4 separate regions of the Mus musculus genome follow, and all the other regions are linked to region 1. Evidence: chromatin contacts called from public Hi-C data. All regions are on one chromosome and are shown on one strand. The core of a region is the stretch at or near the end of the contact, and the rest is flanking DNA. Distances in the headings are between cores, read along the strand shown. Region 1 overlaps A930011G23Rik (RIKEN cDNA A930011G23 gene). Region 2 overlaps A930011G23Rik (RIKEN cDNA A930011G23 gene). Region 3 overlaps Rasgef1b (RasGEF domain family, member 1B). Region 4 overlaps A930011G23Rik (RIKEN cDNA A930011G23 gene).

Region 1 (7,119 bases), core at 2,206-4,705:
TCACATGGTCAAGGAAGCAAAATGGTTAGAGCCCGTGCAGAAGGAAAAAGAGCTAGTTAGGGCTGGTCTTTTGACCAGGCTTTTCTACTTACAAAGAAGAGGAGGAGGCTTGTCAGAGTCACTTGAGAACTCATGTTTGGTTTGGCAGCCTTTCGAGGGTGAGCACCACAAAGCTGTCTCACTGGACTCCACAGAACAACAAGCACACTTGTTTGTCTTCTGTGACTTTTCTCCCTTTCTGGGCCGTCTCCGATGTCGGCTCTGTTTTTCCTGCTTTGCTACATAACCTTGTCTGTCTACTTAGACTTTCTACTGCCTCAAAACTTTGGCTTGCCGTGCATCTGAGAACAGTGCTACATGGTGGCTTTTCAGCTCTGGTTCAAACCATTAACTCGTGTGCTCTGTCTGCATGAATTAATTCACATTTAGGAGACAGAAAACAGCCTTCCCGGCTCGTCTTTTTTTTTTTTTTTTTTTAAATACCCATAAACTAAAGGATTAGTGTAGCTCAGTTGTCCACCATTAGCTTAATTACCTAAAGCCAGGAGGAGAGGAGACATGAAGAGGGATTATAGGCTTACAATGTAGCTTTCCAAGTGCCCAAGGGCTAAAGGTGGAAAAGGCCCCTACAAATGATGGGGAGGGTGAGGTATCTGACATCTCTAATTTGGGGAACAAGATGTGTCACTGAAGAGGAATTGAGAGTCACCTGAGAAGCTTAAAGGCCAGCCAGCGTTAAGCACCAAGAGTCAAGACTAGCTTGTGAGGGAAAAATGGAACCCAGCAAAGACTGGAGTGGAGTAGGAGAAGGCGGTGGGCAAGAGTCAAAAGTCAGAGAAGACGAACAAGCATGTCTGTTGTTCTGTGGAGAGTCGTAAGGAAAATCTCTGACGGAGACAGACCTACTTCTTCACTGATGTCAAAACCTCTCATTCCTATTTTCTTGGGCAATGGACAAAGTCGGGGAAAGTTCTCAGGGCCACAGGCATACAGAAAGTATGTTAGACGGGGCTAAGACAGAACTGGAGGGAAACTTCAAGCTTACAGATGGCAGTGTGCTCTCATGATGTGGCCCTTATTCACTGAAGGCTCCTGGGGTCCAGGCAATGTCAGAGATGATGGTAGTTCCCTCCCCTAGAGCTTCTCACTTGCTGTTTTGTTTGTTTGCTTTGTTTTTAATTTTGTTTTTTGTTTTTGTTTTGTTTTGCTTGGTGTGTGTGTGGGGGGGGGGTGTAGCCCTGGTTGTCCTGGAACTCACTCTGTAGCCCAGGCTGGCATTGAACCTGCTTCTGCTTCTGCTGCCAAGTGCTGGGATTGAAGGAGTGCACCACCACTGCCCGTCATGCTTTTCATTTTCTGAAATCCAATTTCTTTCCCACCTTACCTATTTGCTTTATTTTATCTTATTTTATTTATCCAAGATCCATTGAGTCTATGACCCATGAGTGCAGAGAATTTTTTCTGTTTTGATTTTTGTCCAGTGTTAAATTTACAACATCTAAAAGGTACCTTGCTCCATGGCAACTTGCCAAATGTTTATCAGTATAGTGTCATGTCAACTTGACACAAGCTAGAGAGTCACTGGACAGGAGGAAGCCTCAATCAAGAAAATGTCTCCGTAAGATTCAGCTGTAGGCAAGCCTGTAGGGCATTTTCTTAATTGGTGATTGAGGGAGGAGGTTCCAGGCCATTGTGGGTGGGGCCACCCCTGGCCTGGTGGTCCTAGGTTCTATAAGAAAGCAAGCTGAGCAAGCCATGAAGAACAAGCCAGTAAGCACCACCCCTCCACAGCCTCTGCATTTGCTCCTGCCTGGCTTCTTGTCCTGACATCCTTTCAGTGATGAACAGTGATATAGAAGCGTAAGCCAAATAAATCCTTCCCTCCCCAACTTTCTTTTGGTCATGGTGTCTCATCACAGCAAAGGTAACCCTGACTAAAGCACTAAATAAATGAGTCCTGTCATTTGTATAAGTTACTTGCACAGGAAAGAAGAGGGGCCGCGATCCTGAATCCTAAAGTGCGCATTCTCTGAGCTCACTCTTGAGCGTGAGTGTGTTTCTGGATTCTGGGTGTGGCCTCTTTTATCTTGAGTAAGTACATTACATCTTCAACATGTTTACCAATGTGTTAGTCAGGGAAGGCTGCTCTGTGCCCCAGTAGCCTGTGATCCCCTAAAATCTAAGTGGCTCAACTTGGCAGGGAACATTCAGAAACCTAGGGTGACACTGTTGGCACCCTCTGACACTGTTGGCTCAGCATGGTATGTCAGAGCTTGCTGCTGTAAGAGAAAAGGCAAGGGCAGCCATAGGATTCAGCCTCTTTGCCAAGGCCGTTATGCCATCCAAGGAGGCTGAGAGGTCCTCTATTGTATCCAGTAAGGAAAGGATGAGCTGCTGTAGTCGCAGGCCTGCCTCACTCACAGCCAGCGACCAGTGCTGTGGAGCCAGCATCTGTCCATACTGCAGCAAGTTCCTGGAGAATGTGACAATGACACATTAGGTGAAGTTGGATTTAGCAAAGCTTGCAGAAGAGTTAGAATCGGATAATGATGACGACTAGACTCCTATTGAGCGTGTATGAGTAACACTTGAAGCGTTGCTTTGTCTTTGAGCAAATTACAGGGAAGAAGGAGCAGTAGGCTGGAAGTGGTCGCTGGCCCACTCGAGTGATTCATTCAGGTCTCTGGCCTGCTGTGAAGTCTGTATCCAGGCCAATACCTGTCTGTCTGTCTGTCTTCTTTAAACCTGAAGCTGCTCCAGCAGAATGCATCTCTCTAGGCAGAGATGTCCACAGTGGCCTGACCTCTCCGTCACCAGTAAGCAGGAGAAGGTCACCGCCTTGGAAGACAATGGAGTGTGTCCTTTTCTCTTACTATGAAGGGAATTTTATTGTATCAGCTCACCACTGACCACAAGCACTCAAACTTGGCAGGAGGCCTTGGCCACAGTGTCAGGCCCAGTTTTCCTAAATCACCCTGATCCACCCTGGAAATGTTTGGGTGAACAGCCAACTGTACATCTTCCGTTCCTCCCAAATGTATAAGATTTCCATTTCTGGATGGACTCGCTGATATCCGATTCATGCAAATGATAGGAGTCGCATATGAAGCATCGGCAAGATACCACCTTCCACTGTTAAAACATATGCTCCTCCTTGTAAAATAACTTTATAAAATATGAAATATGCATATAATCTGCAACTCAGCAAGCCCTGACAAATGCATTCATCGTCACCTACTCTGTGCAAGGCAGAGCGGGGGACGCTGGGGATGAGCCAGCAGCAAGGGTTTCAGTCCCCATGGAGAAACGCTCGGAGATAATCACTGTTGAGCAGTTAAATGTTAAACCAAAATCTTTCCAGTCACTTTATTTGCACACCCTCCCTTCCACCCACACACTGAACTTAGAGGACGGAAAGCAAATGAGCACAGCTTGCAGCTGCTCTGGGCGTAACTTGTTTCCAAGTCACAGTCCTTCTCAGGGTGCACCCCAGACCTTCCAGGTCAGGACACGAACACTGGACACATGGCCGACGTGCCGACAGTATAGATTACGAAAAGCAAATACTTGGTGTACACAACAGCAGTTTCCCTCAAATCGTCACAAAATGGATCCACGTAGGTGTGGGGGCATCCTGGAAGTACCCAGGGAAGTGGACTTTTCTCAACCTTTGACAGGTTTACGTATCAAGCAGACTTCTTGGTGACAAAACCGGCATTAACCAGATATTAAATTTCAGCCAAAACCAACAGGCTTCCCAGGCCAAAGCTCAAAGCTGTCAGTCAAAGAGCAGAGGGTGTTTCCTGCCCAAAGGTCACTAAAATGTCTCTTCCTTCCTGTGAATTCTATCAGCAGGCTTCCCACTGCACCTGCAGTGACTGGTGGCGGGTACTCAAAACCCCTGGTTTCAGGCCAGGTCAAGTAGAGTCCAGGGAGAGAGCAGAAGTAATGCTAGGCTGAGGTGGCTTACCCCTTGCCTGTCTCTTCTTCCTCCCGTTTATTTGCAACAGTAATCATGGAAGGATACAGTCCAAAATCAGAAAGAGATGATAAATGATACACTAAGAGAAACATAGCATCTTGCTTGCATTTTTAACTATCTCTTGAAAGTTTAGGTCAAGAAAGGCTGTTGAAACTGCACAGTGAGGAACAAGTCATTAGGCTCAGAGGAACTAAGTGCACAACGAAGATGCCTTTTGCTAGAAAAACACCTAAATGCCAAGATTTGTAATCAGCAGTGGAGGCCCATTCTCTGAGTTTCACAGCTGAATTAGAATAAACAACAACAACAACAACAAAAAAAACCTTTTCAGGGCTCAATTACTGTTTCCCATCGAGAGCACAATTCTCACCGTCTTTAACAGACATTTCCACAATGCAGAAGTCATCTTGAAGATGATTCATTATAGTGCAGGGACGCTGAAGGAAAGCTTACTGCCTGTCCTGGATACTGCAGACTGGAGCCCTCTGAACAGTATTGTGGGGTTGCTCATTTTCCTGGTGGTATAACAACTGTCTCCTCCAGTGCAGGAGGCCTTGCCCAGCGTGGGATGGGAACATGCTTTCTTGCACGCAGCTGAGGCAAACTACGAAATGCTTGGAGATGCTCAGCTTCTCATGCTGGAATTTGTCAAGATCTCAGCTGTCCCCATTCTGAAGGCTGCAGTGAACTCCGGGGCACAGCAACTGGTCCGAGTGTGGCGGATACATCTTCACATCAGCCCAAGTTGCAAACGTGACAACCACCCAAGAAGAGCAGAGGCTTTGCTCTGACTTCTGCTGTGATTCCGAGGGCACGGCTATCACGTCACCTCAAGGCTGATTAATTACATGATTTGCATCTGGCAAATTTATGCTAAATTGTAAGCAGCAGGCAGCAAACGATGCTGGAAGCATTTGCACAATAGTAATTTTTAGAGAGGGGCTGGCTTGTGAAACAATGTAATTAAATAAGCTAGATAGGGAAAATATTTTCCCTCTTCTCATTGCTCTGTTCTGCATTTCCCACCAAGCTAAGAAAAGCCTTTTTCTTAGAGATTGACCCTAACTACTGATGTGTGAGTGGACTCCAGGGCTGTCTTTTGATGTGACGTGACAGGCAAAGATGACCTCTCGGTATCAAATCTAGTCAGTTTCTCACATCTCCTTCTTGTGTGATCCATTTTGGAACCATAGAGACTTAAGAACTGAGGGAAATGCCATCCAAGGAAGGGGCCCTCTGCATCTGAATAAAGTGACCCTGAAGCGTTTACCACGGGTCATAGATCAGGACCGCCTCATGCCAGTCAAACACTGAAAAATAGCTAGCAAGTCAGAAACAGCTCTTATACTCACCAACCAAGCATCGTCTGAGCACATCAGTCTTAGATCCTGTAGCATCCTTACCTGTTAAATCAAGGCAGTATCGGATACGGCCACTCCCATTCAGTATCTAAAAAAGAAATAAGCTAAAAGTTAGTTGCAAATCGAATCATCTGAATTGCGTGCATACCATGAAAACTGGGCATCTTTCAGGAAGGAGTCGAGTGTTGATCCCTTGTGTTCTAGTGTCCTTCTGACTTGGTAATGATTTAGGGACACAAAATATTTTATGGGCATGAGTTGCTGCTGTTACCTAAGATTTTATAATTGTTAGCCACCAAGCTCAGAAAGTGCCACTGTCTACTGAACAATTGCTCTGCTATGCCAAAACATGTCAAAATTAATTCCAATGAGACAACACAGTCTAACCCTAAAAACCTAAAAAAAAACTTTACTGAAGTGGAGATAAATTCCAGAGCTTTGAGGGCTTTCTCTGCCACCAAAGGCGGGGGATCTCTGGTTCATCAAAGCAACATACAACAAAGTCTGAGGATGTCATTAACCTTAGTCAAGGACAAGAGTGATGGTGCCCAGCTCTGACCTCCCAGGAAGCCTGGCTACTGTGTCCACAAAGTAGGATGCCTGAGATCAAAGGCATTCTGTTCTGGTAGCTAAAGAGATAGTGAACCTCTCCCTCTTTAAAAGCCCCCTGCCTGAATAAATCAAAGTATACAGGGGGAAAAATACACTTATCTACAGTGTAAGGATTTTTGAAATACTGTTGAATCCCTACTTGGGGAATTTTTACCAGAGCCACATCTTTATTTCTGATTACATTTCTATAATGTATCCAACATTTAGTTTTTGTTGATTTTTTTTCCTTAATTACTTCTAGTAAAAGATATTGGGTTTGTTTCAAATGTCTTAACTGCTAGGGTGGCTGCAAGGTGCTGTCTCCCAGAGTCACCAAGCACTGGAAGAAGAAAAGGCATCCAAGCTGCAGGAAGTAATCAGGACCCTTCTGGAAGGATTGGCTGGGCTGAGCCTAGGCATTGTGCCCTTATTCAGCCTGTATCAACCAACTGAGCCCACTTAATCCTAGACACAAAAGAACTTTTTAGGGAGCCCAGGGGAGGCCTGTATTATGTGGAACTGATGTTAACTCTTAAATTCCTTAGAAATTACATAGTAATCCTGAGCAGGCTTTTGCCTAATGCACAGGAGGACAATTAAGGCATCCTTCATGATGCTGTGTACAGAGCTGTCTGTCTTTCCCTACTTCCTGCATCCAAGAATCTATGTAAATGGAATGTGAGTAGCAGCCACTTGCACTGCACTTGCACTGCAAGTCGGGACCACAGAAGGATATGAGTAGCCTCAGGTAGAAACTACAGTCACCTTACATATTGAATGGAAAGTGGATCCACTGAGGGACGTGAGGGGTGGGTGCTGGGAGGTTGAGGAAGGTTGGTTTGGCTTGGCTTCCGGATGAGTGAAGACCACAAAGGCTCTGTGGAAGGACAGTAAAGGAAGGAGAGTAACATGCGGTAAGAGTTGGGAATGACAGGAAGAACTCAGTCAAGAAGGGGCTGTGGATCAAGACGAGGCTTGAGTCTGCATTGGAGCAAGTAGGAGACTTCTGAAGTGTTTGGTTTGAGCAGGAAGAAAATAGAACGCCATCGTGGGAGGATCACAACTCACTTTATTTTTAAAAAGATCCGGCATGCTGTAGAGAACAGATCTGCACAGAGCAATGACACAGGATCTTCTACAAACCAAGGAACAGAGTCAGAAGAATGCAGAGGGCTGGAAGTGCAG
Region 2 (7,119 bases), core at 3,445-5,944, 210 kb before region 1:
GGAGGACTTGCGTGGGCTTTGTTTCTGTTGTGGTGGCTGTTTAAGGAATAATTGCTGATCCTTTGAAAGAAGGGATGACTTTGATGTGAGGAGCGGAGTGAGCCATTGAGAGTGGCTGCAAGGAAGGTCTCCTGAAACCACGTTCAGGCTCCTTGCGATCAAGGTTATACACAGAGCTTGGCTATAGCCATGGCCAGCTGTTGATCTACTATCCCCAGGTTCCTCTTCCCCTCTACCCATCTCACCCCTTCTGGACCAGGGCAGTCCCTACAGATCAGAAGTTCTCAGCCTGTGGGTTAGAACCCTACTGGCAAACCTCTAGCTCCCCAAAATATCTACATTACGATTCATGACAGTTGCAAAATTACAGTTACGATGTAGCAACGAAGTAATTTTATGGTGGCCCTAGCCTTAGGAAGGTTGAGAACTGCTGCTGTAGAGTACAGCAGAATGACATGTGTTGCGTGCAGCCTTGTGATTCGTGTGGCACCTGTGTTGGAGTCTTCTAGCAGAGCATGAATGTAGGAGTGATACGGATGTGGTCTATTTTGTGAGCATCTGAATATCCAATCAGGGACTGATTTGCATTATTTGGGCCTGGCAGAGAGTCTGTCTCTGTTGCATGTGTTGAAAGCATCCCAGGTGTCTATTTGGCTTGGCCTGCATTTAGTCAGGTGTATCCATCAGGAGGGATACTTTTATAGAGAATTCTGTGGGCCAGGTGATAAAAGCATTCACTTTGCAAACTGTGCCTCAGTAATGACTTCACTGTGAGAGCTGCCATTCTTGTATTTAAACAGTTTCCTACCTTCTCTGTTGTAACTCTGGCTCAGGGCACTCACACACCCTTTTCTCTAGAGAGAGAGTGGTCCACCTCCCCACCCCCACCCCACCCCCTGAATTCCGACTAAATCCCATTGATGAATGTTTCCTTGTCAAAAGTTCATGTTAGTTACAGTATCAATTTGTTCCCACGTTTGCTTTGGTTTTAAGTCAACAACATGCTGTGTAACACAACTCAAAACATTCTGCCTTTCACTTCCTGGTCACTTAAATTCCCCCTTAAAGCTCAGCTTATCAACCATACCTTTCCTGTCTAAAAGAAATACTCTAGCCCACGAAAACCCAACAAGGCCTGACACTCTTCTCCTGCCCTGTACTCCTTTTCTTTATAGCATCCATCACCCCCTGACGGGCTGTTTGTTGACTTGGCCTCTTGTTTATTGTCCCTTTCACTAGAGTGCTTGATTTGCTTACTGCTATGATTCCCAATTCTGCATTAGTGCTCTGGATGAAGGAGTCACTTCACGGTTGTCAAAGTGAGCTCTCAGGCCAAATTCAAGTTCTAGATGCCTGGTTGTCGGTTACATGCTCTCCACAGTGGGCGCTCTCAAGGAGAATGTCAACGGGGAAAGTCTGGACCAGCCAGTTTTCTATGACTGTGGGCTTGATTTCTTTTAGGAAGGATAAATTTGTAAATTTATTGAGTTTGTCTGAATCCTTCCTTGTCAAAGTGGGGGTGCTGGGTAGTGAGCGCCACCTAGGAGCACATGGGAAATATAGAATTTCAAGGTTCCCAACCTACTTAATTAGAATGTGCATTTTAATATATGCGATTCCTCTGCACAGTTAAAGCTTGAGAACACGAACAGTTCTTAATCTACCTGATATAGACTCTTGACCTTGCCACTGCTATTGGAAATCATGGTAAAGGATGGGGTTTTAGTGTAGTCCTACTATTACTCCTTTTGTAAGTCTGAAAGTAGATATGAATTTTTGAGTCAGTCACTTAATCTGTAGGTTTCTAAGTTTTCGGTCAATTTTTCCCTCTTTGGGAGGGGGCAATTGGTGTGTGTGTGTGTGTGTGTGTGTGTGTGTGTGTATTCAAGCATGCACCAAAGCAAATTTGTAGATGTCTTCAATCCCACCCTTCTCCCCTTCTCCACAACCTAATTTTATAGTTATCTGTAGAGCTTCTGATAGACAAGTTGACCTTCCCAGGAAAATGGGGACCATATTCTATTTGAAGGGAGTGGCCCCTCGCTCTGAGAGTATGTCAGAAGATGTGTCAGCTGAATTAAGAATAGTTATCTGAATTCTTACCTTGTGCATGCAAAGTATGATATCTTAAGTTTATTTAGTTCTAAGGACAACCTGGTAAGATGAGAGTGGAAGGGGTCAGTCATCTGTCAAGGTCACCAGTTACCAAATGGAGAAAGTGGAATGCCAGCCTGGGTGCCTGACTATCCTAGGGCTTATTATGTGCTTCATCGTTTTGGAGAAAGGACCTTGAGGATTTTCTACTAGAGAGAAACCCATCAGTGGATCTCGCTGGAGAAACAAACCAGGGTGTATGGAACCTGAGCTGTGTGATCGAGCTCTGTCCCTTCTGAGACTCCTCTTTTAGCCTTTTGATAAGGAAAGCTGCCAGGGCCGTGTTCTGTTGCGGAGACCATCCAGAATGATTAATAAGCTGCATTTATTATTCACTGTAACTGCTAACAAGTAGAACGACACAAGGCTGTTAAAATAGCACTCAACCCACCCTCAGGAAATCATTAACATGCATGCAAAGAAGGCAGCACGAAGCAGGAATGCCAGTGACTTGGCGAGCAGAGGTGGCAGAACTAGGAGTCGATTGTGTGTGTGTGTGCACATGCGCGTATACACACACACACACACACACACACACGTTCATTGTCTGCTTGTGCTAGATGTTTTACATATATTATCATATCTCGTCTTTATAGCACATAAATCTGGTGGGATCATTCCCTCTGTTTTACAAAAGGTTTAGAGCTAAGTGCTTGCCCCACGTGTGACAGTTAAATTATTAACCCACAGAAGCAGGTTTCCATGAGGTTCCTGGGGCTCCCAGGTTTGACTTCTTCCCAATTTAGCGATCTGAAGAAAGATGGAGAGGTATTAATGATGATATTTTAAGGCTATTAGAAATAGGGATTTTGTCTCATTATATTTATTTATTTTTTTTAAAGCAGATACTTCCCCATCTTACTTACAATGATGCTGGTGCCACCATCTCTTGGTTCAGACTAGATAATCACAGTAGATGTGAACTTAAATGGTTTCAAAGGCATTCATGGCTCTCTAAGAAACTAAGAGTGGTGAGAAGTTGGTATACCCATGCCAGGCACACCATCCATTGCATGCCCAGTCTTGGTGGGAGAGTCGCATGTTCACTTTATTCCAGGGAAGGCTTGGCTTCGCTCCGAGGCAGGCTAGGGTATACATATACACACATAAGCCTATAATAGTTCAGGCTCCACCCTCCTGATGAAATCAGATTTCTTGGCTTCATTCTAGAGATTCTGAAGTCCTGCAGGAGAGAAGAATCTTTTTTTTTACTTAACAAATGCATAGCGATATGCACAGTCCTGAGCATCTGGGCCTCTCAGTCACCTCAGAAGCATGCTGGCTTCTGCATGCGACAACATGGTTTTCACAGCCTTTAATGAGGCAGCTCCAGGAACTGCAAGGGAATCCGCAACAGCAGATCGAGTGCCTCCCACTATATCCAGTTTCAACCGGTGCGGCTCCTCCCTAAAATTAAAGACTTCCTGGGAGTTGTAGTGTCTGCCCATGGCCTCTCCTACAGAGGCATCCTACATCCCAGTACATTAGGGCATTACTCTCAAATGTGAAGTTGTCACGGCTTTACAGAGAAATCATTTAAACCTGAATGGCCAACGCAGGGGCTGATGAAAAATGAAACAAAAAGGGTATGGGGGAGCGAGCCTGTCTCTGGTGCTTTTTCTAGCCTGGCCTTCTTCATACTGTCTTCCAGCCATTCAGTATTCCCAAGACAGGCAGCAGAACTCTGAAGTGAAACGATTTGTCATTTTGATTCCAGTTGAAACAAAGCATTTTGTAACTGTACACACACACACACACACACACACACACACACACACACACACAAAGAGTCTTTGCAGTGATGAACAACCCATTATCCATAGCAAAACTACTGTGTTTTATGTTCACCTGAGAAATACTGATCACAGCCTCTGCACAGGCAGGACGCGGCTAAACTGCACCTGCAGTGTCATGGCCTGGAAACGGATGGGAGCTTTATCTTTTAAGCACTTTCAATTGGTGCCATGGTCTCCATTTTCTGCAGCATAAATGAGCTCTTCGGTTAGAGATGCTGAGGCTGGAAGGCACTGGTACAAACAGGAGGCATTCTGTGGCTGCCTGCTGGGCGGCTGACTTGGAGGGGAGCTGTGGGTAATCACTGCAGTCTGCTGGCCTGGCACTGCATCCTGCCTCTTTGGAAGCCGTGGAAGATCACCAGCACCTCCCAGCTGCTTCTGAGATGGCCAATCTGGGAGGAAGATCGGTGCCTTCGTGATTAATGGGTCTTGGTTTTCGGGAGGAACAAGAAGCAGCCTTTCATGGGGAGACATAAAGCTTTCACTATAGCTTTAGGGAAGACACTGTGGCTGCCCAGGTTTGTGCTCAGCCCCTTTTGTTTCTTGGGTTCACACGTGGAACTGTAAGACATGAAGACGGGAAGAAACAATCACAGGAGAGGTTGCGTGGTGTTTCGAGAAACTCGTAGTGATAATAATCACAGTGAGCACCTTTTGACTTGTAGTCAGGGTCCACATCTGGGGCTTTGAGACTTGTTAGCCATACAGAAATGGCTCTATGTTGGACTGTGAAAGGCAGTCTGTGTTCTGGTTGAACAACGCTTACTCCGGAGACCCAGTAGAAAATCTTAAGGGACGGAACTGTGAGCTACGCTCCCAGACACTAGGCACCTGACACCATAAGCCCTCAACTCCATAATCCTGTGGCCTTCAGTCATGTAGGGCAATTTTTCAAGCTCCTGGTATTCTGGCTGGACTCCACCCCCACAGTTACTTGACTACAGCCAGGTATGCCTTGCTCCACAGTTACCTGGCAACAGCAAGGTAGCCCAGCCCACTATAAAAGGGGCTGCTTGGCCCCTTCTCTCTCTCTTAAGCTCTTGCCCCTCTTACTCTCACTTCTCTCCCTCCTTCTCCCCCTCCTTTCTCCCCTCTCTCCACATGGCCATGGCCACCCTCTGCTTCTCTACCCCCCCCCCCCCTGCTTTTCTACAATAAATGTCTTAAAACCATGTACTGTCTCTGCTCATCAGGATCCTCTGTGCTGGAGCAATGGAGCAGGTTTCCCTCTAACAAGCTCTGTGTTTAATCTCCTGCCGGGAGGCCTCCCTGCTCTCCAGCCACAGCCACCAGGCAATCCAAGCAGCCCACCAAGCCAGCCACCTGAGCTAGCCAGACTCTCTCGTCCCTGAAGTAACCTGCCAGGGCTACCCTTCTCTCTTTGGCCACAGGACAGAGTCCACCTGAAGGTCTCTTCTCAGCTCTTTTGTGATTATACAACAGTGTCTGGGGTGTCTTGAGAGTGAGAACCTGCCGTCCCTGGCCTCCATGTGGCCCAGGAACCCCCAAACCAGTTCTTTAGTGGGGTCTGGCAGCCTCACATGGCCTGACACCTTTCCTGTGGTGGTTCAATGGGGTTCTGCAGCAGTCTCCTGTGTCTGGTGCCCAACAGCTCTAGAAGGGGTTGATCTTTGGTTTAATGCTCTGCAGATGTCTTCTTGGTATTTTTGGTAAATTTTGAATAAGGGACACATTGGGTTTTCACCAAGCCTCACAAACTAAAGTGCTAGAAACAAGGACTGACCAAACAATACCCCATCTCTAGTTGCTGCCAGTTCAGGTTGTCCTCTTTTCTCTGCCACCCTCACCTCCACCCCTACCCCATCCTTCACCCCCCACCACCATCCCCCATCCTCCGATCCTCCATTCCTGTTTCCCACACAGGACATTTCATTTGAGGTGATGCCATTTCTCACTTATATGCTGTGGACTTGAGGCAACATGGGAATGATTCTAACCTTGAATTTACAAGAGTGGTTGTGAGCACTAAATTAGGCAATTCTGATAAACGAAAGAAATATGTGTCTCGTAGTTTGGGGTCTACAAGTTCAAGATGTCACGATGGTTGTCCCGGTTGTAGCTCATAGACGTCTCATTGTAGTCACATTTGATGTAAAGAGAAAGAACCAAGTGTTCTAGTTATCTCTCCCGACAAAAGGTGCTGGCCTGATCCTTGTGTATTCCACCTGCAGGACGTCACCACTCTGAAACACCACTGCATCGAGAGTGACATGCACACACGCGTGTAGCCCTTCGTCATCAGAGAACAGAACATTCTCATTACTCCAGAAAGATGGAACTGCTGTTCTCTTGTTTGAACCTCAGTTTGAACACTCCTATATATAAGGCTTTGTTTTCAAAATCAGTGTATGCTAACTGTATAAAGTATCAGTTTTATTGTGACCTTTTCAAACACACATACGATGCATTTCGGTCAGTCGTATTTACCCCCAACACTCTCTTTCCTCCATCCCGCTTCCTATCTTCTAATAGATTTTCTTTTATTTTCCAATCTCTCTTTAAATCTAGATTCCCTATAAGAGAGAAAATATGTATTGGTCTTTCTGAATCTGGCTCATTTTGCTTGACACAACCCCTAGATCCATCCATTCTCTTGCAAGCAGCAGTTTCATGCACTAATGGCAGACTGATGCGCTGTCGTGTATGTCTGCCATGATTTCCCTTATCCACTCATCTGTTGATGGCACCCGGCCTGAGATACATTCGTATTAGTGGGTGTTCTGGAGTTCATTTTTTGTTGCTGCTGCTGTTGAGAACTCTTCCACTCATGGTTATACCACAATATGTTTTGTCATTCGACTGCTGATAGGATCATGGCTAACCTGGATGACTGTGGATAAAACTGTCATGAACATTTCTACAGTATGATTTTTATAAACTACCTGAATCAGAGACTAAATATGCATCTAGATTTATAAGAACTGACTTTTTAATTGGTCTTTGGTTAAACAGTAAATACTTTTAACTGGTTTTCCTAAAAAAAATGGAGGAAGAAGAGGAGGAAGAAGAAGAGAATGTAGAGGAAGAGGAGGCATCTACTGTCAAATCACCAGTAAAGGGCTAAGTTGCTGATTCCATGGGAATAAGCATTCCCACCATGGTCACTTACAAGTTGTCTCTGTGAAGTCACTTTGTACTGAGGTGCAAA
Region 3 (7,119 bases), core at 1,758-4,257, 150 kb after region 1:
CCTACATCTTGCTCCATAAATAAAAATGCCATCAGGGAGAGGATTGGCTGCTCCTAGAATATGACATGATTGTAGCTAGGGAAAATCCACAGAAAGAGATGTTACACCCAGATGTGATGATTTATAGATTGGCCATCAGGTGCTGTTGGCTTGGCTTCCCTTGATAGCTTATAAGGCACTTCCTAAGCTAGGAAATTCACTGAGTCATATCTCAGTCTTTGTTCCAAGAGGCAGGAGGGGAGACAGAGGTCAAAGGTCAACACCACATGTTTATTCCTTGGTTTCCTGTCTGGGCCACGCGAGTTCCCCTTCCCTGCTGTGTCTGAATTTAGAAGGACACAGAGGTTGAGTTTTCTAGGCAGCTGTTATTGATAGCGAGTCCATGGAAAATACCTGGAGACCACATTTATTAGTTTTCATAAATACAATAATAACCTTGTTGCACAAAGCAGAGTGTGTGCCTGCCAATGGTAATTCACCATAATGTCCCTTACTGAGCTATCTCTGTGTGATTCATTGCATAGCGTTCTCAAATATGCCCGCACCCAGGGAACTATGTTATCAAAAGTAAAAAGAATCCTGTGTTCAGTCCTGTAAGTGTTTATGAAGCACTAAAGGTGCCTGAGGAGGGGTGGGGGCAAGCAAACAGTCCGTGGAATTCCTCTTTCCACGGGGAGCCTGGAACTGTAGAACAAATAAGTGCCGCTTCACCACCAGCTCCTCAGGAGACAGTGTGGTTAAAGCAAAGTAGTGTTGCATTGCCCTTCATCCGCCTGCTTAGTCTGGAGCGAGCCACTTAGGACGGTTGCAAGTCAGCCTTTGAATGTTGTGATGCAAATACTGGGTATTCTACGCTGAACACTCCGGAGAGTTCTTGACTGAATGGGAATAGGGTGGTCGGTTGTTTGTTTGTTTATTGGTTACGGGAGATGATATCTGGACACACAACCTTATTCCACGTGGGCAACATATTTAAGGCAGTTCTGCCTCTCTGGGCTGAATTTCAGTATTCTTGATTACAACAGGAAAAGGAATATGTCCTGCCTCCCGATGACCCATAAGGAAATGTCCTCTGGATTAGTCCAGGCATTGAATTTATCTCGTTTTTAGTGTATGTTAAGGGAAAGGATCTGAGGCTGCTTATTGGCAGATGTTTAGCCCGACCTGCAGCCTGCTAACTTCGATGTAGAAGAAGGTTGTAATATGCAGGGATGGAGTTCAGAGAGACTGTAACGGTGACGACTCATTTTTTTCTCTCTCTCTTGCTGCAGAGGACATACATCTTCACCTTCCTGCTTAGTTCTCGGTTATTCATGCATCCGTACGAGCTCATGGCTAAGGTTTGCCACCTGTGTGTTGAGCACCAGCGACTGAGTGAAGGGGACGGCGATAAGGTAAGGCGACATTTGAATGGTTGTTTTCATTAGGCTGGCTAGCTCTGGCTTAGGTTTTGTGATCTCTCCATATGTGACCCCCCGCTCAGCCCCAGGCTGACGGGGCCTAAATGGCACCATGACCGTGCATATGGAATTGGGAAGGGTGTGAAGATCATGGCGTAGGGCTCAGAAAGTGGTTCAGTGATAGCCTGCTTATCTCCTGCTTCTAGGACCGTGGGTTATATTCCCGGGACTGCAAAATAAAAATAAAATAAAAAGTACAAAGGATAGAATAAAAGTCACAGAGGACCCTCAGTCCCACCTTGGTTGACTGCACTTGATGCCTCTTCCACTCCAGAGAGTTTGCAGCACTAGACGTCAGCCAGCCACACCAGTTACTTGGTTGTTTATTTATCGAGGACCACAGTGATGGATATCTCTGACGCAGATTTCCTTTTCTCCCTAGAACCAGATGAGAAAAATTGCACCTAAAATCCTTCAGCTCTTGACAGAGTGGACAGAAACATTTCCGTATGACTTCCGGGACGAGAGAATGATGAGGAACCTCAAGGACCTGGCGCACAGGATGGCCAGTGGCGAGGAGGTTGGTCACCGAAAGCCATTGGCACTTCCAGATGAAGCCTAGGAGGGACCTGGGTTGGATTGCCACAGAACTTGGCAGTGGTTTTTGTGTGTGTGTGTGTGTGTGTGTGTGTGTGTTGACTTTGGACAGCCCTCTACATAGCCTACCTTGGCCTTTTGGCAGGTTGGGTGGGGAATAACTACCCCAGTCCACTTCACATGAGTGTGACCTACAGTTCTATGGGGTTACTTGAGGGCAGTGTTGGTGCTAACTCAGGATGTCAGGTGTGGTTTGATTTCATTGCACCTCAGTCTGTCTTCTGCAAAGGTTTGACCCAGCTCACATATTAATCTCTGTGTCTGCCCACACTTAAGGTAGATACAGCTAAATAGCGTGTTAATAACTCTTAATTAGAAATAGACAGTCCCAGGCCGTGGAGGGGAAAGCACTTATGCTAGTGTTTAGTATGAGTGTAGCTGGCAAGGATGGCTGTGGCTTGTAAATACGGAATCAAAGGGAAATACAGCTGTTTACAGATAGTCAGGGGGAGAGAAAGAAACATACTAATTATTCTAGGCATTAAGTGAAAAACTTAGAAATTTGGGGCCAGTAGAACATTTGCCAGACAGACATAAGTGTGATGATGTACAGGAGAAACAGTAAGCAAAGCGTTCCGTGGAGGGATTTCGTGTCGGAGGCTTAACATGCCTTTTACAGTGTTCACCGTGAACTCTTCTTGATAAAAGAGAGAGGGTGCACTGTTGTATAATTAGCAAAGGTGACTCCTGGGGCTGGGGGTGGCCTGCAGGAGACAATCCAAGGATTCTGGTGCCGGAAGTTGCTTCAAGGGTAGGACCCAGAATAAGTGGAGATTCAAAGTCTCTTAGGTCATGCTTCATAAATATCACTTACCTCAGCTGAGCCTTTGATAGGCAGGTGCTAACCGGCTTCAATAGAGTCGAGGTTATTTGAAGCAGGCCCGGAGGGCTAACTTTGTGTGTTAAAGCTTGTTGGGCAAGGGATAGCTTTGTAGTTTCCGTGTGGCTGATAAGTTTCTGGGAACAAGTTTGGCACGGATGTAACGCTGTCACCTAGAAAGAGGCACCTGGCAGTGAGTGAGCGATGTCCCATTTGTGGAGAGATGCACTGGGCCTCCGTGTCAGCTCTCTGGAGAAGTGGTTCCCTCAGCTCTGTGCTGCAGAGATAACACCTCAAGACACCTGACCTGACCCGTGTCACTGTGTCTTACTGCCATTCTCCTATCCTAAGATCCATGACAGGAGGCAAAACCAGCTCTTCTGAGCACTTAGCTCTCTCATATGGTTTTAACCCAAGACTTAATGCTTTCAAGCTTCTTTCCTGGCGCCGTGAGGAACGCCCCGCTGGCTGTGGCTCTTCTGATCCGTTTGCCTGTCTTAGGTTCTTCCTGCTGAGAATGAACCGATGCAGATGGACACCCACAAAGGTGAATGTCCAACAGTGCAGTTTGCCGGGAGCGTTCTGTTAGGGATGGCAGCTGCTGGCTGCTCGGCAGGGCCTAGGTTGGCTCAGTGGCTTTGGCTTATGACAAACTGGTCAAAGGATGAGTGCCATCCCAGGGCTGTATCTTCTCTGAAGCTAAGATCTGAGTCACAGTCAATTTTTCAGTTTGGTTCAATTATACGGAGCTATCCATGCTGCCGGCCGATCTCTTCTCTGTTGCTTCTCAGAGATAGGAACTAGAAATTGCTTCTAAACTTGTTTCTTCCCATAAAAGAAATACATGGTTATTATTATTATATTTAAAGATCTATTTTAGTTATTTTATGTCTGTGAGTACACTGTTGCTCTCTTCAGACACACCAGAAGAGGGCCTCAGATTCCATACAGATGGTTGTGAACCACGATGTGGTTGCTGGGAATTGAAGTCAGGACCTCTGAAGGAGCAGTCGGTGCTCTTAACTGCTGAGCTATACTTCTAGACTTTATTATTATTATTATTATTATTATTATTATTATTAATTTTAAAGATAAAATGCAGTGATTTGAAAATGCCAAATTGATGGCTTTTGGTCTTTCTTATGGAAATAAAAACCATAGTGTTTCTTTTCATTTGTTTACTGAGATCTGGTCTTTATCCACAAGGTCACAGCTTCAGGAATTGGGGGAAATGGAGGAAAGGGACAGACATCCTCTGACCCCAACTTCTCATTGATGTTGATACGCTTGTGTTAACAGCATGGAGAGGTCAGCTGGCTCATTAGTAGGTAAACAGGATTTACTGGGGAGTACACTGAACGCATGTACATGGAGGACATGCCTGCCTTCACTGGCCAGGGCTTCAGGATAGCTGCCATTTCTTGGCTGCTTTTATCCAGAATTTAGGAATTGGCTCCACACATAACAGTTGCTTGATTTGGGTGTGTTCTGGCTAGTCCTCTAAATTCCTAGTTCCCTTCTCATTCCATAAATCATGGCGCTAAGTGCCTTGTGCTAATGTGTTAAAGGCCCTTGCTGCACTTAACAGTCTTGGCAGTCTCCCTGCTATCGAGTACCTAAATTTCTCTTCTCAGAGAGACCTCCCACGACTCCAAGTCACAGACCCTCCCATTTTTGACTTATACCTTTTGTTTCCTGGCACTCTAGGGCTTGTAGTTCATTGTTTGTTGTTCCATTGGACTCTAGTCACTTTGTTCACGATGGTTTCTTTAACTCCTATTTAATGCTGGGCATGTACTTGGTTCCCAGTATATTTGAATGGATGGATGGATGGTGGATGGACGGACGGATGGATGGATGGTGGATAGATGGATGTTGGATGGATGGATGTATGTTCGATGGATGGATGGATGGATGGATTGATGGTGGATGGATGGATGGATGGATGGATGGATGGATGGTGGATAGATGGATGTTGGATGGATGGATGTATGTTCGATGGATGGATGGATGGATGGATGGTGGATGGATGGATGGATGGATGGATGGTGGATGGATGGTGGATGGACAGATGACTGAATGAACAAGCAAGTCAATTATGAGAATGGGGAAACATTATTCCTCCCAGTTGAAGAATCCTTGGTTTGAATTGGGACCTGTTGCTTCTTGCCTCTGACTTCAGGGGATATTTTCTTTTTGGCAATCGGTGAGTCCAGGTGTGCCCTGTGTATAATTTAGTCAGGTTCTTTAGGATCTGCTAGGACAGTTCCACATAATTTGACTTAATGTGCTTCTCCCCTGGGGATTTGCCCCAGATGAAGTGGTTTTATTAGGGCTCGCCTGAAAGACACACAAAATAAAACTAATGATTGAATTTCATGACAAACGACCGGAGTGGGCGGCATGCAATTTCCCTTCCTTAAGGGGCTGGCCTTTGTAATAAGGACTTCAGCCTTTATTTGCCAGGTAATTACTGTCGCTGGCAACTGAAGTTATAAAGAAGAATAAGTACATATTTAGCAATTCATGACTCAGTGAGGAGGCATGCTTAACTTCACAGGACCTGATTTCTCAAACAGCATCAGACGAAAGCAGGAAGCTTTGAAAGGGGTCACAGTACCCCCTCTCCCTCCCTCCCTCTCCCTCCACACAGATTTCAATACTTCCGTTGTGTACTTTTTTGTGTTATATCTTGCTGTTGGTTTTTGTTCACTGTGACTTGCAGTTCCCCCACCCTCTTTCCAAACATGACATTTTTCAGAGGAGAACACAAATCTTTCACCTGATAAGCCTTTCAGGAGAGCTCCGCTTCCTACCCATTGCTGCCTGCCAGAATCATCTGAGGTGGATCTGCAGTGTGCTGCGCAGACTGTGCCTCATCCCAGTTCAGGCAGAAACCTGCCCCAAGCTGCAGCCCATCCTGCTCAGCCCACTGGGATTTTTGGTTTTGTTTGGTTTGTTTGTTTGTTTTGCTGGGACCTTCAGGTGGTGACCGGTAGAAAAGTGGCCATTCCCACCAAAAGTCTCTTGAGTTAGGGACCCTGAGAAGGTCGAGAGAGGCGAGGTGTGAGATATAGACTATCTTGTGTGGGATGTAAAATGACGCACATTTTAAAGATGAGTGTTTTGCTTTCCCAAGTGGAAAGGAACTTTTCTACACATGCTCCTTACATTAGTATCCAGGAAAGAGCACTGGGCTGACTTTTGCTTTATTTACAATAAATCGAGTAGTGTAGGAATCTGTTCTGACTATCGAGTAAGAACATTTACACAGTAAACATGCCAGCCCCACTCCTGTGAACAGCAGTTAGTGATGCCAGCTTTGTGTGTACCTTGCTCCTTGGCTCAGATGTACTCAGGCATGGCTGAGCTCACCCATAGGAATGGTGGGCTTAGAGAATTCAGTTTGGGTTTTGTTTTTGTACTCTTTAACTCTTCTCAGAAAAATTTGACCGAGATGTCCCTTATCTACCCCAAAATACACTTTTTATGTCAGTAACGGCAGTTGTGGCCTACGCTTGTAACTAGTTTTTGTTGCTGTTGTTTTGTGTGCGTTGGCATTGGGCTTTCCTGTGTATCTGTGTGATGGTTTTGGGACTCCTGGAGCTGGAGCTACAGACAGCGGTGGAGCCTCCATGTGGGTGCTGGGAATTGAACCCAGGTCCTCTGGAAGAGCTCTAACCACTGAGCCATCTCTCCAGCCTCTGTAAATAAGTTGTAATGACTGCAAAAAATGTAACATGTTTTCTACTCGGGGTGCCACATGATGTAGCTAACGTGTCTAAAGGAGAGTCATATATTGGGAACTGTTGCATAGCTTTAAGAAGCAGTAGGAACACGCATGTAGACATTTATAAGGACGTTTGGTAGAGAAGATCAAAGTACACATCACAAGTCAGTTCTGGTGTATCTCAGTGTTGCTAGAGAAGGTGAGCTTGGGCTGGGTATAACGTAGCCCAGTACTTGCGTTTGACTCGTTTGGATGTCAAGGGAAGACATATTTTTCTTTGAGTGATAAATACAAATTAACAACCTCCAACCTTAATCCTCAGTGGGACCTAGATTGTTTGAAGTTTTGTTTGTTTGCTTTTTCCTTTGGGGGGGGGGGTGTTGTTTATTTGTTTGAGACTGGTTCTCATGTATCTCTGGCTGGTATCAAATTCGAAAAAAAAATATATCTTTTAGGCTTACAATTTTCAAATTTCGAAATGTTGGCAGATGCTACTGGGCACCTTTTAAAAA
Region 4 (7,119 bases), core at 1,325-3,824, 140 kb before region 1:
TGACATTAGCAATAGCCATGTTCCACACAAGGAATGACAAGGCATGACGCGTGAGTGAGCAGTGCCCCCGACACCTCAGCCATGGCCACAGATGAATTGTTTCTTCTTAAGAAGCTAGGAACTCAATAGGGAAACATGGGAAGAAGTTAAAATCCTATTTAAACAAAGAAGTATGGAGATACAAGTTCAGACCGCAGCACCGCATAGAAAGTCAAGAATGGGGACCGTGCCTGCAGTCTGGGGAGGCAGAGGTCCCAGTTCTCTGGGTTTGATGTCCAGCCAGTCTGGATAAATCACTAAGCCCCAGGCTCAGTGAGAAAACTTGTCTGAAAAAAATAAGGTGGAGAATTACTGAAGAAGACACCAGCATCGGTCTCTGACCTCTGCACATCACTAGCATGCACCTCCCCATGCACACAATGATGTAATATACACACGACACACACACATACACATACATGCAACATATATACTTACATGTACACACATACACACATATACACATGCATGCATATACACATACACATATACACATACACACATATACACATACATGCACACATATATACTTACATGCACACACATACACACATATACACATACATGCATATACACATACACATATACACATACATACACACATATATACTTACATGCACACACATACACACATATACACATACATGCATATACACATACACATATACACATACATGCACACATATATACTTACATGCACACACATACACACATATACACATACATGCATATAACATACACGCATACACATACATACATGCACACACACACACACACACACACACACACACACACACACAAGAAAAGGGGCACTCTGCCTATGAACTAGAAATGGCTGTCACATCCAGGGCAGAAGCTTTGAAGGTAGGATTGAGTCAGGAAATGCAGGAGAGCGGGAAGGAGAGCTGACAAAACGTAATCCCAAAAGACAAGGTCACAAACTCTCATAAGATCAGGCATGGCCTGGGAAGTGAAGAGCACAAACGCCCAGAGGAGAGAACATTCCAGCAGAGCAACGGGCTCACCCTTGTGCTGCACAGTCTTCTCTAGGTCCTGACCATTGAACCCAGGGCCTGTATACACAAAGCGCACACCACCAAGTCACACCCCTGGTTCTGGATCAAAGGAAGATGATATGGGGAGACTGTGGCAAACAGGACGAAAACAATTTTAATGTTAAAGAGTAAAAAAAGGTCTTAGAGATTGTATCCATATTCAAGTTGCTATAACAAAGTTTTATTGGCATTCATGACTGAAGTTATTGGCTAGATAAATAAATGCCATGTCACAAGATATATAAAGGGAAAAACAGGAATAAAGGGAAGTCCCAAAACATTCCAAAGAAAGAAGATAGTCGAATGGAGGTTTGAATTAAGAGTATACTTTTATTCAATCTAGAAAACCATTCTTGAAGAACTTGGAGAAAACTTGAAGTGTTGGTTAGATGTGCTGAAAGGTTCTGAGGTTCCCATTAGTCTGTATGGCTACTTGTAAAATCACGGAACAGAAAGGCTAGGAAAGAAATGCCTGGGGACAATAAACTCTGACCCCTAATATCAGGCCTCGTTGTCTCTGTAATCTGTTAATTTCTGCACCAGTCACAGTTAGTCAAGGAAATAGAAGCCGGAAATATAAAAGATCTGTTGCATGGATCTGGACCCGTCCATATGATGGAGGCACTGGGGCTATAGCAGTGAGTCCCAGCCTCTTGAAATATATAGCCTGGTGGTTATGAAGGGGACATAGAAGGGACAGGGGAAGGGGGACATAGTGAGGGGAGGAAGAGATAGAGAGGGAGGGGGAAGAAGGGGAGGGGGATGGAGGGAGGAGAGGGGAAGGGAGGGAGAGAGAGAGGTAAAATGCACATCAAATGATGTGTTTAGAATATAATATTATAGACATATGTGTGGATGCATTGGGAGATCAGGAAGTGCCATGGGATTGGCAGACAGAATGGACATGGACTTGTGGTAGAGATGGAGAGATAGGTAATGAACCAGTGTGGGTTTTCGCTCTGCACAAGGAGATTAAGAAGGAAAATGGGAATAAAAATGAAATTAAGAAGTCAGCAAGCATTCCTCATGCTCATTCTTTCTCTTCTTACATATTCATGATGTGCAACTCCTCCCCCAGGAGGCTACAGAATCCCATCAACGGGGATGATATCCTTTTATGGCCTATTAAAAAAAATACACGTCTCAGAGGCCAGCTGCACATCTGCTAGGCTCTAGCAAAGAGAATGTTGTATATACTTTTTTTTTTTTTTACATTCAAGATTAGTGCATTTCAGCTTGCTGTAGTTAGAAGAGAGCTCATCCCACAGAGTTTGGTCCTGGGATCCTGTCTAAGGGCGTCGAGGATCTGAAGAAAGGACAGACACAAGGACTGTGTGCACTCTGGTAAGGCGGCACCAGCCACCTCAGTGACTGAGAACCTCGGACTGTTTGTTCTGCACAGCACATCTGGGAGGAGGCCTCTGCAGTTGTTCTTGTAGCTCATACTGGTCAGTCGTTTGTAAACACTCATGCTTGGGACTGAAGAGGGCGTTGTCTTTTGTAGCCTCACCTAGGAGAAAAGCTTTGCCAACTTCCCCTAAGTTCAAGGCCTAGATCCTTGGCATGGCTGCCTCCTGTCAAACAATGTATTTGTTCAGAACACCACTCATGCAGGACTTTGCTCCGTAAAGAAGGTGACAGAGATGGTGGAATGTAGGTATGACTAATGTACCAAATTCCAGTCTCGGCTCAGAGGACTCCATGGGAAAGAGGTAATTTCTACAACGACTGTGTCTGACCAGAAAGGCGACAGTGTGGCTCCTTATCCTTCCCCAAACCAAAATAAACCCTCGTGGTATCAGCATGGGGGCTGGGCTGAAGGGAGTAGAAATTAACTCCAAGAGGTTTAATGAACAACCATGGCTTGTTTCTAAGACACCAGGAATGGGTCTGAGAGTTGGGAAGGTAGTCCAGCTTCAGAAAGGGACTAGGAGTAGACATTGGGATTTTCAGGTCTCTGATTCCAGCTCAGTGGCTTCATTTCCTTTGGGGCCATCTTCCTTTGCTGGCTAGAACATGTGGTGGACTGTCTGTCAACCCTGAAGTTATTAGTGCTGAGCTTTGTCGAGAGACTCCTGGTTTCAAGCCTGGGTGGATGCTTTGGACGGAATATTTAGCCTAGTCGATCAGTGATGACCCAAGTCCAGGAAAGAAGGCCTTCGAGAGCCACAGTGGACAGATGTATCATGGACAAATTAGTTTCTTCCAGGAATCACATTGGAAGAGAAAGAACAGGGTTGGCATACCACACACCTAGGCTCATTTGTGAATATCTTCCTTTATAAAGATTTATTTTTTTGTCATATGTACACGTGCCTGCATGGATGTTGTACGCATATCCTCTGTGTGCCCTGTGCACGCAGAGGACAGAAGGCAGCACCCAATCACCCACACCTGGAGTCACAGACAGTTTTGAGCCTCCATGTTGGTTCTAAGAACCAAATGTGGTTCGTCTACAAGATTAGCAAGTGCCTTCAGCTGCCCGAGCCATCTCTCTAACCCCTACTTATGAAAAATCGGATTTCTGTCTTTACTCTTTTCTTTGCCCTGATCTGTGGGGCAGCCATTATTACCACATCCCTGGGAAACAGACTACAGTGAGATCTTTCAGGAAACAATAGACAGTGTGATCACTCGTCCCCCTACTTTCCAATCTGCTTACCCCGAAAATTAAAACAAAACCAAAATAAACTAAGTGAGTAATAATAATATAATTAGATCATTGCTTAGCTCTCAGGAATGCAGACACAGCCTTGGAAATGGTTCTTGAGACACAGCCTTTCTTATCTTGGGAAAGCAGATGGTAGGTCGGTGGTAAGACTGTATATCAGGTTAACATTCTGATGTGTGAGCATGGTGCTTTAACTTCATGGTGTCCTTGGTGAGTGCACCACTCAAGGTTCTGGCTCCTTGAGCATCCTCCGGGTCAGTCTTCTAAGAAAACAAGGAGGAAAGGCTCACATTGCATGTCCCTCTCCTCCAGGGAGAGAACATAGAGATCCAGACAGAGACTCAGGCAAATGCAGAGGAATGTGGATTCACACTGAAACACTGCTGAGCCCATTCAGTGGTTCACTAATAAATATACAATTATTTACAGTCACATTTATTAGGTTTTTCTCTCCGTTCTCTCTCCCTCCACAGACCTTTAAGTGATGACCATTGCTCTGTTCTTCTAAGCTTTAGCTGCTGTGATAGTCATTTAACTAGCAATACCCAGATAAGAATGCTGTATATATGATTAGGTGAATCTTATTTGACAACTTGAATTTTAAAAAGCCAATGGGGTGGCGGGTATCCCAATGAGTTTGAACTCTGACTTAAGTCTCAAAGTGAGATATTGCTCGGAGGTTAATTTTCCTTCACAACCACCCTGATCCATGTTCTCAGAGGGCTTTGCAAGTTGTTCCCAGAGACTATATCCAGATGCCCTTAAAGGGTGCATGGAAGTGAACTTCAAAGTGAGTTTTCTTAGTTGCTCTATCTCATGTGTCTTTCAATGGGCTCCGTAAAGGACAGTTGGGCAAATGAAGTCTTAGTGAATGGGTTCAGAGGTTCGTGGGAAAGGATGATTGACAGAACAAGAAGTAATTCAGTGTGTCTTGGCCCATTATCTCCTCTTTCATAAGCAGTTCGAAGCAGCAAGATCTTTGTTAATTTTTTTGTTTTGTTTTTGTGCTTTTTGTTCTTTGTTTTTTGTTTGGCTTTTGACAGGAAGAGGCTGTGTGCGATTATTTTCAGTGTGCCAGTGGTTTCCAAAGTTGGTTATGTAAGAAAGATTTATCTCAAAGTGTTTGATAAAATTTAAAACTGAATAGGAGTCTTCAAGGTAAGATGTCACCTGCCTGACATGCTGGAGAGTCTCAGGGAGTGAACAGGCAACACTGTTGCCCACCAGAGACCATCAGGCACTTAGGGAGACCAGAAACGGGAGACCCGCCTGCCCTACCACCCGTCGCAAGCACACAAAGGACCTTTGGGAATATTTTTATTATGTCAAAGTAGATATAAGAATGCAGATCTAGCAGGAGTAGGAGATACAGTGTTTTATTTATTTATTTTGTGTGGGGGTGTTTTGCCTGCATGGATGGCTGTGTATTATGTACATGCCCGGTGCCCACAGAGGTCAGGAGAGGACACTGAATCGCCTGGGCTTGGACTAAAAGACAGGTGTGAGTGGCCTTGTATATGCTAGGAGTTGAACTCAGGTCTTCTGCAAGAGTAGCCAGTACCAATATATATATTTGCTTATGTATATTCTGGATATTTCTGTGAATCTTTTGAGATTAATATTTAGGTAAGATTAATACTCAAAGTTGATTAAATTCTGTGATATTTGGGGGCCTCTGTCCCTCAGCTAAAGACCTTGGCAGGGCGGCAGACAGAGCTCTTCTGAGGCAGAGAAAAACTCTTACCTTGTGTTTCTTCTAAGAGTGCTAATATGGAAGTCAGAGTTCCATTATTTAAGCAGAAAAAGAAAAGGGAAATTAAAGTAAAAAGAGTTGCTGACCTTGAGAGGGCCTGTAGTTCTGGGGGAAACAAGGGAGCCGTCAGGGGCTCTTTTTTATTTTTTTATTTTTTTATTACTTCCTTTGAGGTGCTGTGTTTTGAATGTACAAGTTTATAAGAGGTGCTTTAGCAGAGGCCTTTGGTCCTGGGAAGGTTCGATGCCCCAGTATAGGAGAATGCCAGAGCCTGGAAGCAGTGTGTTGGGGAGCAGAGGGATGGAGAGGATAGGGAATTTTCAGAGGGGAAACTAGGGAAGGGATAACATTTCAAATGTAAATAAAGAAAATATCTAAAAAAAAAAAAGAAAAGAAAAACTTGGGAGACTGGAGGGAAAGATGAAATGAAGTATATGGGTCGAGCTTTTTTTTTTTTTTTTAAATTGGTTATTTTATTTCCATTTCAAATGTACCCCTTCCTAGTTTCCCCTCCACAATTCCCCCATCCTATCCCCCTTCCCTTTGCCTCTATGAGGGTGCTCCTCCACCCACTCACCCACACCTGCCTCACTACTCCAGCATCTCCCTACATGGGGGCATCGAGCCTCCACAGGACCAAGGGCCTCCCCTCCCCTTGATGCCAGAGAAGGATCAAGCTTTAACAAGCATTAAGCTGTGAGCTCTAGCTGGCTCAGTCTCTGGCCAGTTTGAACTATGTGAGAAGGCCAATATTTGAGTATGTCTGCCTTGCTTTTAAAAGGGCCATTTCACATGGCTCATGCTAAAGGAATATACTGTGTTTTCAATATAACGGGTGGGAAGGGACATTTCTAGATTCTTTCCCACAAGGATGCTTTCCTTGGCTTGGGATCAGTGGCCCTGAGGTCATTGGGGTAGGATGAGGTAGGGACAGTTCTATACGCTGTGCAAGGAGTACATACATTTGGGCAGTGATTATCCTAGGATGTATTTTTGCCACATTAAAAACATTAGCATTTGAAAAATACAATGCAATGCCGTAAGATCACAGATACAATCTCTCACCCTTAGCATGTCTCCTCTCACAGCACACCATTCCATACAGACATCCCCCACCCAGCTATTGATGTGTTGCTTAACGTCCACTATGTCTGTAGATGTGGTATTGACTCATTTCTGGCATCCCCGGGAGATCCCCAGTATGGCAAGATCCACGACTCTGCAGTAGTTCCTGCTGTTTGGATAACACTTGACGGTTTAGGAAACTCATTTTCCTTTCCTTTCCCTGATGCCCAAACATCATGGCACACATCGTTGTTCTTGTGTTTATGATGGGGAAGATGTAATCCAGATGGATTAACTTGTCAAGATTTATAGGACTTAATGGAAGGGGCTGGACCTCGTCTGGGCCCTGCTGCTTCCCATCAACAGATGAATGCCAAACTGTCTACAGCTCCTCCTCCTGTCAATAGATTCCCCCAGTCTGTGCACTCCTTCAACACTGGGCCATAATTTGCTTAGCGAGAAGGAGACTATGAACATCTAGGAGGCTTTGTTTCCAAGTGGAGGATGGGGCTCTCAGCAGCTTCTTGTGAGCTCTA

What was found. Hi-C and Micro-C count contacts between places; a contact is called where the count stands out from the background.
Region 2: a Hi-C map of cerebral cortex shows a contact between it and region 1, with 3 times the contacts expected there. The contact joins two enhancer-like sites. A contact is called at or near these places in 4 of 484 Hi-C or Micro-C datasets (cerebral cortex, forebrain, liver and 1 more) and 1 of 9 other capture datasets (embryonic stem cells).
Region 3: a contact with region 1 is called in a Hi-C map of liver, with 3 times the contacts expected there. The contact joins two enhancer-like sites. A contact is called at or near these places in 5 of 39 promoter capture datasets (embryonic stem cells, hematopoietic stem and progenitor cells, liver and 1 more), 18 of 484 Hi-C or Micro-C datasets (B cells, the BV-2 cell line, bone marrow-derived macrophages and 9 more), 7 of 115 datasets of contacts at active chromatin or transcription factors (the HPC-7 cell line, embryonic forebrain, embryonic midbrain and 4 more) and 2 of 9 other capture datasets (adipose tissue and liver).
Region 4: a contact with region 1 is called in a Hi-C map of liver, with 3 times the contacts expected there. The contact joins two enhancer-like sites. A contact is called at or near these places in 1 of 39 promoter capture datasets (liver), 7 of 484 Hi-C or Micro-C datasets (cerebral cortex, cortical neurons and liver), 2 of 115 datasets of contacts at active chromatin or transcription factors (heart atrium and pancreatic cancer cells) and 1 of 9 other capture datasets (bone marrow-derived macrophages).

The regions. Positions count from the first base shown.
Region 1 is chr5:99,384,052-99,391,170 of GRCm38.p6, reverse strand. All of the region lies in intron 2 of A930011G23Rik (RIKEN cDNA A930011G23 gene), which reads left to right. Gm35314 (a long non-coding RNA gene) reads right to left here. Exons shown (of 2, transcript XR_389389.4): 2 at 3,342-7,119. Among named protein-coding and RNA genes, the nearest start is that of Gm35314, 21 kb to the right of the region's middle. Within about 2 kb of position 3,455, at least 53 of the 459 cell types and tissues checked have an H3K27ac peak or open chromatin away from gene starts, as enhancers often do. A contact at or near this core is called in cerebral cortex and liver, where this site is marked.
Region 2 is chr5:99,595,031-99,602,149 of GRCm38.p6, reverse strand. The region is part of intron 1 of A930011G23Rik (RIKEN cDNA A930011G23 gene); the gene reads left to right. Among named protein-coding and RNA genes, the nearest start is that of 4930405H06Rik, 16 kb to the left of the region's middle. Within about 2 kb of position 4,694, at least 24 of the 459 cell types and tissues checked have an H3K27ac peak or open chromatin away from gene starts, as enhancers often do. A contact at or near this core is called in cerebral cortex, where this site is marked.
Region 3 is chr5:99,235,684-99,242,802 of GRCm38.p6, reverse strand. It overlaps Rasgef1b (RasGEF domain family, member 1B), which reads left to right. Exons shown (of 14, transcript NM_181318.4): 3 at 1,272-1,394; 4 at 1,843-1,980. Among named protein-coding and RNA genes, the nearest start is that of Rasgef1b, 14 kb to the left of the region's middle. Within about 2 kb of position 3,007, at least 13 of the 459 cell types and tissues checked have an H3K27ac peak or open chromatin away from gene starts, as enhancers often do. A contact at or near this core is called in liver, where this site is marked.
Region 4 is chr5:99,522,631-99,529,749 of GRCm38.p6, reverse strand. The region is part of intron 2 of A930011G23Rik (RIKEN cDNA A930011G23 gene); the gene reads left to right. Among named protein-coding and RNA genes, the nearest start is that of Gm35253, 15 kb to the right of the region's middle. Within about 2 kb of position 2,574, at least 21 of the 459 cell types and tissues checked have an H3K27ac peak or open chromatin away from gene starts, as enhancers often do. A contact at or near this core is called in liver, where this site is marked.